Linked DNA regions of Salmo salar: region 1 is linked to region 2. Evidence: chromatin contacts called from public Hi-C data. All regions are on one chromosome and are shown on one strand. The core of a region is the stretch at or near the end of the contact, and the rest is flanking DNA. Distances in the headings are between cores, read along the strand shown.

The links. A called contact is a pair of places that touch in the nucleus more often than the background predicts.
Region 1: a contact with region 2 is called in a Hi-C map of muscle, with 4 times the contacts expected there. The contact joins the enhancer-like site here to the promoter of ttc23 in region 2. A contact is called at or near these places in 2 of 3 Hi-C or Micro-C datasets (gill and muscle).

What each region holds. Positions count from the first base shown.
Region 1 is chrssa10:89,060,068-89,065,695 of Ssal_v3.1, forward strand. All of the region lies in intron 6 of LOC106560805 (myocyte-specific enhancer factor 2A), which reads left to right. Among protein-coding and RNA genes, the nearest start is that of LOC106560804, 34 kb to the right of the region's middle. Within about 2 kb of position 3,559, at least 1 of the 13 cell types and tissues checked has an H3K27ac peak or open chromatin away from gene starts, as enhancers often do. A contact at or near this core is called in muscle, where this site is marked.
Region 2 is chrssa10:88,948,736-88,954,226 of Ssal_v3.1, forward strand. It overlaps ttc23 (tetratricopeptide repeat domain 23), which reads right to left and starts at 2,806. Exons shown (of 11, transcript XM_014124115.2): 1 at 2,522-2,806. The coding sequence starts at 2,598.

The DNA of each region.
Region 1 (5,628 bases), core at 2,309-4,808, 110 kb after region 2:
TAATGTATGGCTTTTGTATTCATTTCAGTCACATGAAAAGTGGTAACCACAATTGCAGCACGACCACCTAGCTGGGTAAAATACAATTTCTCTATTCTCTGGGGAGCCACTGAAACAGCAGGGCAGTCTTTAGCCTTACTGCCATCTCATTCAAACAGTTTACAGCTGAATTCATGTGCACTGTGCCTGTAAAGTACCTACTGTACCCAAACACATACAGTGAGGTAAAAAAGTATTTGATCCCCTGCTGATTTTGTACGTTTGCCCACTGACAAAGAAATGATCAGTCTATAATTTTAATGGTAGGTTTATTTGAACAGTGAGAGACAGAATAACAACAAAAAAATCCAGAAAAACGCATGTCAAAAATGTTATAAAATGATTTGCATTTTAATGAGGGAAATAAGTATTTGACCCCTCTGCAAAACATAACTTAGTACTTGGTGGCAAAACCCTTGTTGGCAATCACAGAGGTCAGATGTTTCTTGTAGTTGGCCACCAGGTTTGCACACATCTCAGGAGGGATTTTGTCCCACTCCTCTTTGCAGATCTTCTCCAAGTCATTAAGGTTTCGAGGCTGACATTTGGCAACTTGAACCTTCAGCTCCCTTCACAGATTGTCTATGGGATTAAGGTGACTGGAGACTTGCTAGGCCACTCCAGGACCTTAATGTGCTTCTTCTTGAGCCACTCCTTTGTTGCCTTGGCCGTGTGTTTTGGGTCATTGTCATGCTGGAATACCCATCCACGACCCATTTTCCATCCACGACCCATTTTCAATGCCCTGGCTGAGGGAAGGAGGTTCTCACCCAAGATTTGACGGTACATGGCCCCGTCCATCGTCCCTTTGATGCGGTGAAGTTGGCAGAAAAACACCGCCAAAGCATAATGTTTCCACCTCCATGTTTGACGGTGGGGATAGTTTTCTTGGGGTCATAGGCAGCATTCCTCCTCCTCCAAACACGGCGAGTTGAGTTGATGCCAAATAACTCCATTTTGGTCTCATCTGACCACAACACTTTCACCCAGTTGTCCTCTGAATCATTCAGATGTTCATTGGCAAACTTCAGACGGGCATGTATATGTGCTTTCTTGAGCAGGGGGACCTTGCGGGCGCTGCAGGATTTCAGTCCTTCACGGCGTAGTGTGTTACCAATTGTTTTCTTGGTGACTATGGTCCAAGCTGCCTTGAGATCATTGACAAGATTCTCCCGTGTAGTTCTGGGCTGATTCCTCACCGTTTTCATGATCATTGCAACTCCACGAGGTGAGATCTTGCATGGAGCCCCAGGCCGAGGGAGATTGACAGTTCTTTTGTTTCTTCCATTTGCGAATAATCGCACCAACTGTTGTCACCTTCTCACCAAGCTGCTTGGCGATGGTCTTATAGCCCATTCCAGCCTTGTGTAGGTCTACAATCTTATCCCTGACATGCTTGGAGAGCTCTTTGGTCTTGGCCATGGTGGAGAGTTTGGAATCTGATTGATTGATTGCTTCTGTGGACAGGTGTCTTTTATACAGGTAACAAGCTGAGATTAGGAGCACTCCCTTTAAGTGTGTGCTCCTAATCTCAGCTTGTTACCTGTATAAAAGACACCTGGGAGCCAGAAATCTATCTGATTGAGAGGGGGTCAAATACTTAATTCCCTCATTAAAATGCAAATCAATTTATAACATTTTTGACATGCGTTTTTCTGGATTTTTGTTGTTGTTATTCTGTCTCTCACTGTTCAAATAAACCTACCATTAAAATTATAGACTGATCATTTATTTGTCAGTGGGCAAACGTACAAAATCAGCAGGGGATCAAATACTTTTTTCCCTCACTGTACAGTACTGCTGTATACCTATTCAGTGGGTAGATTCACAGGTAAATAATATTTTGTTGTTCAGTTCCTTGTACTAGGTTATTACCTTAATATGTATACAAAAGCAAGGCTACTGGCTGGTGGCGTTGTGGTCAGAGTACTAAAGTGTGGACCTGAACATGTCCCTTTACAAACTATGGAATTCTGGTATTGTTGCCTTAAAGAAAACACTTTGACTTAGGGCCAATCCCTGACAACTTTGACTTGGATGACTGCACAAAGTAAGGACAGGGCCAATGGCCCACTCGCCATAGAACCAGAGAGAATGCATTCCCTCTCACTGATAGCTCCCAGTAGTGGTAGAAGTGATGGAAGTTGTATGTTGTTAGATGTTGTTTCCATGTATTCCACTATTAAATCCTAAACATTTCCAGACACCTCATATTATGCTCTATGGCAGTGGATAACTGAGAGAATGACCCCAGCCTCTTTGGAGGGATTGAGTGCAGCTCTTCCCTGATCCCTGGCTCCCAGCTGAAGGATGCAGATGGTTAATAATATCATTTTGTGCATCTCATTAGGTGGCATGCAGGGTAGGACAGACCTGGCAGTGCCAGTGTGGCGTGAGCCCCAGCCCAGCGGCTACAGTAGGTCCTTCAGGAGGAACTCATTAGGTCTCTGTGACTCTGCCCAATAGGCCCTCACCTCACTGTCTGTGGCTCTGCCCAATAGGCCCTCACCTCACTGTCTGTAGCTCTGCCCAATAGGCCCTCACCTCACTGTCTGTGGCTCTGCCCAATTGGCCCTCACCTCACTGTCTGTGGCTCCGCCCAATAGGCCCTCACCTCACTGTCTGTATACATGTACATGTGCCTGCGACATGGTCATCGACAGCTTTTGTCAGATTCTTGGTCATTTATTGCATGCGAGGGGACTGTATTTGTTGTCTGTCTGTGAGTATTGGGAACATTGAAGGCAGTTAGTTAACATGGTCTTCATATCCATGTTAGAGTGATGGTACACTGTCCTTACTGTATAGCAAGACACCCAAGCTGACTGTCAGCATGTTCTGTTCTGTCCTCAGTACCCTGACAGAGATGCTGTATGTTCACTATATTATTCAGACTGCAGCTAGACAGGTTGGTGAAGTGATTACATCCAAAGCTCCAAGAGTCAGTCCAAAGGGACAGATCTTTTTTGCCAATGTGTTCCAAAGAAGAGGCGTAGATGGTTGAGTACAGTAACAGAGGAAAATGGCAGCAGCTGCTAATGTCTGGCCAACCGCTATGGTGACACACAATCAAACCACCAAGGACACCAGGAAGGTCACACGTCCATCTGTTCCTCCTGGATAGTAACAGATCAAGACTGCCTCTTGTTCTCAATCGGCTGCTCACTTTGTGTCGCTCCAAACATGTTTGTGGTACAAGTTTTGTTTGGGGTTTAGGGATGAAAACAGTCACTATATATTTTCTTAGGGCTATCCTTTCATTGTGAACTTGTTTGTTGCCTGAAAGGGTTAACATATTAAAAGGTAGGGTTCAGGCGGCAGATTCTCTTTGGAAGGTAAATAAACACAGTGTTTCCTTTAAGACTGACACCTCCATCCCACCCTCCCTCCTCTAGTTTCCTTCCCTCTATTGACAGGTGCATCTGTTTTTCCCAGTACTTATAAGGCTGGAGAGAGCCTGCAAGATGCCTAGGCCAGCAGAACCCTGGAGGTATTCCGGCCATGACATCCCTCTAAGTCCTCTGTACACAATGACCGGACAGCCTGTCATGGCTGCTATGTGCTGTGTGAGAGGCAGAGGCAGGTGGACGTTAACCCTCTGCCTACCAGACAGGCCACCGTGTCTCATATGATACAGTATTATGATAGTAGTGAAAATACATTATCCAATCAACAGAAGCTATATTTAAAGCTATAGATTATACATTTAATTATGTCCTGCTTCGTGAGCCTAGATATGCTGGGTATAAGTTTGAGTCTGTGGTTGGTGAGGTGATTCGATGCTCTCAGTCTGGGCTGGGTGAAATACTTGGTCTGTCTGTATTTGGTCTTTGGCAGTGCTCGGAGCCCTGTCCCTGTGCTGGGTAAGCGGTAACGTTGTGGGGTGCTGTGCCGCCCCCATGCCAAGGGAGGGGTGTCAGCCGTTGGCACACTGGCAGGAGACTGCAGCTGTTGTTTGTACCAAACTGGGTAGAACAGCAGACACAGACTGCTTGGAAGAGAAACCTCTCTCTCTCCAGTGCTGCTGTCAGATGGCCATTCCTTACATAGCTCTGATTTTTCACAAGCAGCAGCTATTGGGAGAGGAGAGGCCTTTTGCACCAGTTCTGTCTTGTTGCTCGCTCTCTTTTCTCCTCCGGTGGTGTGGCTTGATATCACCACTAAGAGGGGCTTACAAGCACGGAGAGTGTCCTGGGAAATGCTCCGGATCACTGATTAAGCCTAGGGAATGGCGGCACTGATCCAAACCCTAATCTCATCTGATATGCCAGCACTTGTCCTCAGAAAGAAAACTCTTTCTTCATATTGATGTATACCGGCAAAGTGCAAATGAATCATTTTGTCCATGGACATGACATGGCATGTCATTGCAGCTTAGTTTTTCTCTCTTCCACATTGTGGAAGCATATGAACTGTAGCTTGAAAGCTTTTTGGAGCCGTTTTCATAGTTTCCTTTCTGCAGCAGTGTGAAGGAGGTCTTTACCACATGTGATATGAGTTGACTATATGTGTTCATTAAGAATGAACATGAGTCTGGTTTCAATCTGAGATCATAACAGGATTTGGCAGCTGACAAACTAACACATGAAAGTGTGTTTCTGTTAATACACCACATCTTACGTTGAGCAGAAATGAGAATTTCATACAGTCATTTCACTCCTAGAACATTACAGGCACCTCGGGTAAATGAGGCTCTGCAGAGGGGTGATGTTAATTTAGCACGAGTTGCATAAAAGCCAGTGTTTAAGATTAAATAAGGGGGAAGGGCTCCACCATTCTTCCTGCAGTCTTAGGAAAAAAAGGCACCTAAAAGAGTTATTTGGATGTGGAGAACCATTGGAGAACCCTTTGAAGAACCTTGTTGGTTCCAGGTAGAAAGACCCATTTCCTTCCAAGTAGCACCCTTTTTGGTTCCAGTCAGAACCCTTTTTGGTTCCATGTAGAGCCCTTTCTACAGAGGGTTATAAGGGTTCTCCTATGGGGATAGCCGAATAACCCTTTTGGAACCCTTTTTTCTAAGTGTGGAGAGGTCTCACAGTGGCTCAGTCCCAGTGCTCTGCAGACATGAATCATGATAAATAAGGAGAGTGGAGAGCAGTGGGCTCCACATGGTAGTCTGGGTCTAAGTGATCATGACATAAGCCTAGTGAGGGTCAGAATATTCACTCACAACATACAGTATTCTGCTTTTGCAGGCAAATTGTTGTAGCTGTATTTTAATTCTGTATTTTCAGAGAGCAGTTTTTGATAGCAATTATTTTTCAATTGTTCTGTCTAAAATGAGCCATCTGTTTTGGCTCTCGTTCAAATACCTAAACCTTGGCTCACGAGAAGGCTATGAACTTCTTATGCTTTGCTCAAACATAAATGATATGGATGTAATTAAAGCAACTCTGTGATATCATTTTTTACACCTAATTAGCAATCCAATGTGGAATTCTTTGTGTGATACAGTCACACTCCTCAATGCATTAGAGATGCTTTGCACACAGTTTCACTCTTTCCATGCTCTCTCTCACTCTGTTGAGCATTAAGAATGAGAGCTTGTCAGAATGTTAGGGGATGTGACTCTTCTCTCTCTTATGCAAT
Region 2 (5,491 bases), core at 1,556-4,055:
GTTGCCACCTTGTCTTGGTAGAGGAGCTTGTTAGTCTCAAAGATCCCAAGAGGGGGAGGTTCCAGACTAAGAGTGATCCTAAACAAATTTCCAGAATGGAAAACATTGCCATCAGTTTGTCAAAACCACTCTTACTGCAACACACTTTAATGCTTAAGTTACACCCAATGTAAGTAGGCAATGCAAAAACGAAGTACCTGGAGCTGAAGACAAATATGACTGTTTGATGTGCTATGTTGTTGCATCATTCCCATGCTCCAATCCTTAATGTCAAGAACATGTGCTTTTTGGTGCTAGCTCTAAGGACCTCACCTCATGATACAAAAGGTGGTGTAATACAGCTATATAGGTTTTGTCTACTTATTGTTAAATCCAGTGCAAGCTGGTGGGAGGAGCTATAAGAGGAAATGCTCATTGTAATGGCTGGAATGGAATTAATGAAGTGGTTCCAAACACATGGAAACAACGTGTTTGACTCCGTTCTATTCCAGCCATTACAATGAGCCTGTCCTCCTAAAGCTCCTTCATGAAAAATGTAGCATTTCTAGTTTCCTTGAGGACCGACTTTACAATAGGCACATTGTCATAATTGCAGCAATAAATAATATGCTTTCTTATTGTTTGATTCAACAGCTCATAAAATATCTTATTTTGGCGAGGATCTTTAAAGGGCACTAGGGAAAGAGGAAATTGCTCCTATTACTACTCCATTAGTTTCTAATATGGGTGATCTTTATGGGTTTATTGGTTTATAGTCAACTGTCCTGGAGTGTGAGGATATACAGACCACCTTGGTGCGGTCCCACATGGGACTGTGTAATCATTTTCCAATGGAGACATTTAATAAAAGCTTGCTCCAGCCAAGTGGAAATCCAGTTAGAGGAATCCCTATCCATCATCATTACCTACTGTCTTTGGGTCTGTGTATTTGTCCCTTTTCAATGGGCTATGCCAAATCCCTTCTTTTGCTGAAGATGTCAATAAGGTAATATACTTAGACTGCATTAAATAACGTGTTCACTTTATTAGGTTTACTAGCAGTGAATAATCCAGGCTGTATCACAACCGGCTGTGATTCGGAGTCCCATAGGGCGGCGCACAATTGGCCCAGCGTCGTCTGGATTTGGCCGGTGTAGGCCATCATTGTAAATAAGAATTTGTTCTTAACTGACTTGCCTAGTTAAATAAAGGTTAAATTAAAATAAATAATAATACACACAAAATAGTGCCAAAATATCAGTATTTTGAGTAGACCTATTAATTAAGATTTAACACAACTATAGCTGGGATTTCAAACTCTGTAATACAAGTGACTCCTGATAAGTGCACTTCAGATAAGTGCTATAAAGTTTCATTCCGATAACATGTGTTTTAGTGCATGCTGTCACAACAGCCTCAATCTATTGCATTTATTTGGAGTTGATTAAACTGTAGACAGATGTGACCATGATCTCAATTGCCATGCCTGTAATAATGTAAACACGCAGCATGCTATAATCTAGTGGTTAGAGCGTTGGGCCAGTAATCTGTCGTTCTTCCCCTAGGCAGTTAACCCACTTTTCCCCGGGAGCCGAAGACGTGGATGTTGATTATGGCAGCCACCCGCACCTCTCTGATTCAGAGGGGTTGGGTTAAATGCGGCAGGCACATTTCAGTTGAATGCATTCAGTTGTACAACTGACTTTCCCTTTCCCTTTCCTGCTTTATTCTTTCCCTGATGATGGGGCTGCTGGACCATAGACTGTATTGCACAGCTGGAGAAGTAAAGTTTTCTAATGATCCAATAGATGGCAGTAAAGTACCAGACATCCATCCCTTTCATGCTCTGTGGCCTTCTTAAATATGGTGTGTGTTGGTGATACATTGACACATTTTGAAGGGAGACATTTGTGCTGCTGCAATATGCTGACTTTAGACACTGATATGGTATTGATTTAAACTTTTATTTTACCTTGGGGGTTGGGTCAATACTATAAGTATACTTTTTATTTCTAGAAGTTATTCAAAATATTATTAAAGGTTACTAAAGAAGACAAGACAGATTTCACAAATACGTCTGGATGTTCATGAAATCTCTGTACTGGACAAGCCCCTCAAATGTAAATTGTATCAAGTTCCATCTGAGAATGTCCTGCAGGTTAGATAGGTCAGCGAACCCCCCAATTGATATTCTGCTTCAACACTATGATCTCTAGGGTGGCATTTTATCCATGTCCTAATCAGCACTTAAAGAGCAGACATTATGCCAACTGCATGAGAAATTAGAAAATGTAAATGTACTTTATAAATATCTATCTAAACATCCCTGTCTTAAAACCATGCTGAACTAGCAAGCAGTTATGTACTTTTTATAAATATCCATCTAAACATCTGTCTTAAATACTAAACTAACACGAATTGATGTCTCTGTGGCTGCTTTAAGAAATTGTTCTCTAGAGAGAGTTTGTAGGTTAATTTATTCTCTATCAGGTTGGCAGTGTGTGTGTGCTGTCACCAGTTTTAAACCTGCGGCAGTGCTCACCTTGTTTGCAGAACTGCCCAAGATAACTTATAATAGCTCCTTAGGGTGGCTGCTGCCGGTTGACTCTGGCAGTGCATAAGAAAGCAGTTTATTTGTTTGTTTGTCCCGTGAGTTTTTGGCCGGGCTGTCCTGGGTCCTGTTTGGCTTCGGTCCCTGTTGGGCTTCTATTTCTGAAACCCAAGTGGCTCTTAATGAACCTGGCAGGGCTGGCACGGGCCCTCAGCAAACCCAGGCCTGAGCAGACCCTTCTTCTTCTGCCTTGGCAGACACCCTCAGTTTGCTCTCTCTGGCTTCCTAATTTAGTAACGGCGGATAAAAATATGCGCTAACGAACAAGGTCTGGTATGTCAGGCTGGCGTCCAGGGGAGAGAGCGAGGGGGAGCAAGAGAGGGAGAAAAGGGGGGTGTTGTTTTCACAGCAGGCACCCAGTGACAGAGGAGTTAAGCCACGGCACAGACTTCTCCTACATCTGTGTGTGCTCTGAATTTCTTCCCCCCAGCCAAACAATCTCTCCCCTTTACCTTTAAATCCCACTGTTAGTAGCTTATGTAAGAAACCTCCACAGTGAGTGCTGTTATAGTGAGTCTGCAGTGAGTTTGGGCTCCTGGCTATATTTGTAACAATGTCTTGTGTGAAAATGCTGGACTGTCTGTGACACCTGGCCTCTCTGGGTCTTTCCTGGGCATCAAAGGGCATTCTAAAGGGGAGCTGCTGTTTGATTATTATTTGAAAACTTTTATATTTTCATGTATGTCAATGATCAATTAGGCTTATGTGAAAAGTTGTCCAACCTCCCTAGTTTTTTTCTGCTTGTAATTAAATCCTCACCTTTAGACATTGTCATGACAATCTCCCCATCCTGTTCACAGTTCAAGGGGCTCATGTCAACCTTGTTGACATCACTTGCATGTCCCGCAGCTACAAATTAAATCAAACCCCCCTAGCATGTGGTTAAAGGAGGCAATAGCACACAGACAGACAGTCTTTTACTATGTAGCATTTTTAGGCAGTGTGATTATAGTTTAGCATTCAGTTCTTGGAAACACAGCTAAATGAGTGACTCAATAAGAGATAATTAGTGTCATAGACCAACCTGTGCTGTACCTCTGTGAAAAATAGAGAGGTGAACAGGGACTACAGGTGATTTCCCCTGGGCTGCACTGTAGGTACAAGGCAGCACCTCTGTGTTTGTGATCATGAGCTGTTTTCATGTTGACAAACCGCTCTGTCTGCATCTCAGCACCCACCTTTCCACCCCCCACCTGGTGTGGTGCACTGTGCTCTCTGCCACACAGACACCAAGCTGCCAAGCCACAGGACCTTATTTGAGTCACGTAACGGAGACAGGTTTCACAGTAACATTATCTTTATTGAGTTGAAGATGAAAATAACTTATTTACACACCATCAAGAGTTGTATTTTCTAATGAATATAATTGCAATGCATCATTTACAGCTTTGAACCCATTTATATCTCATCAAGGACAGTGATTTGTTTTTGATTTACCCTCAGATATCTCTAATTGTTTCAGGAATCCAGCATGGTATTCAGGTTGTACATTTTTTCTTTTTTAATTGTTACAAGCATAACCTTTTATACACAGGTCTTATGTTTATGAGTGAAAACATAACAACTGGAAAGGAGCATGATAGAAATATCTTACAATTGGACTAATTGACATATTTTAGGAATTTGTCTAAGCCTTTTCGATATCATACTCATGTTTGCTAGGGAAGTCATGGTTATTTGTCTGAGCCACAAACTAACACCTCACTTTCAGTCATACAGATGTCCCCACTTCCTTTCTTAGTTTACCAACAAACATTCATCCCTCGGCCATATGATCCCCTGCATTGCTCAACCTACGTTCTCTAAGGTGTTTCCAATCACAAACTTCAGATGTGCTCTTTGAATATGATACAGAACTTGGAGTACTGTGTAAATATTAGAGACACCCTTCCAAAAAAAGGGATAGTTTAACATATCAGTTAACATACAGTATGATCTAAAGTTGTATGTGTTGAGTGCTTAGTCTGTGTTTGTACTGTTACATGATACTGTACCGTCATTTTTCTAGGATAGCCAAGGCTTTGAAATGCAGTTCACTACCAGGTAAAAACTCATCCGAGGAGCCACATCTTTTCCTAACCTTGAGGTAAAACAACGTTGAAGTTAAACAACACAATGCTGTCTGCCAGAGAGGAGGAAAGATTTCCAACTTTCTCCGAATTTATCTCCATCTTATGATTATTTATAATGAACTGAAACCAAATTTTGGGAAAAATCTGGAGCACATTCTTGGCTGTAAAATTGCATAAGTGGTTTAACACTTCAACAAAGGTGTCTTATTCTGACTCACAGCACATATGCTAATAGCTTCACAGCTGCTGCACTTCAGATAAAGACCGCTTTTCACACGCAGAGTGAATAATGTGTCCCAGTACTTTAATCAAATCGTTTGTGCAAGTAATGCAGCAGTTAAGAAGAAGAAACAAAGCCAAACACTTAAGCCAGGCGCCCCTAGCTTTGAATTGGAGCGAGACTGTCCATAGCAGTAGCATGATACAGTTATGATAAGATAAGCTGTGTTTCCATCCAACAGAAGTTCATTCCATGCCTGCATTTGGGTTTTAAAATAGCTTCACATTCACATTTGAATTGTTCTATACTATGGAAAGTCTTAGAATGGCTTAGACTGCTGTTTATCCTCTCAAACCTTGGCCTAAATGTAGGCGTATGCCGAGAACAAATATCCCATTGTTTCAGAGGTAAAGCCTCCACTCATACTCCTATTTGGTGTCAAAATCTATGATTCTGGAAAGCTTTGGAGGTGATATTGTCTGCCTTTTGTTTTAGACAATGGCACAGTAAACCAATAACCATGTTTTGTTTGCTGACAGTGTGTAAATTCATTTGTAATTGCAGTTTTAGCAGCGTTGTGACAGGGAGATACATGTATTGGAGAGGTTT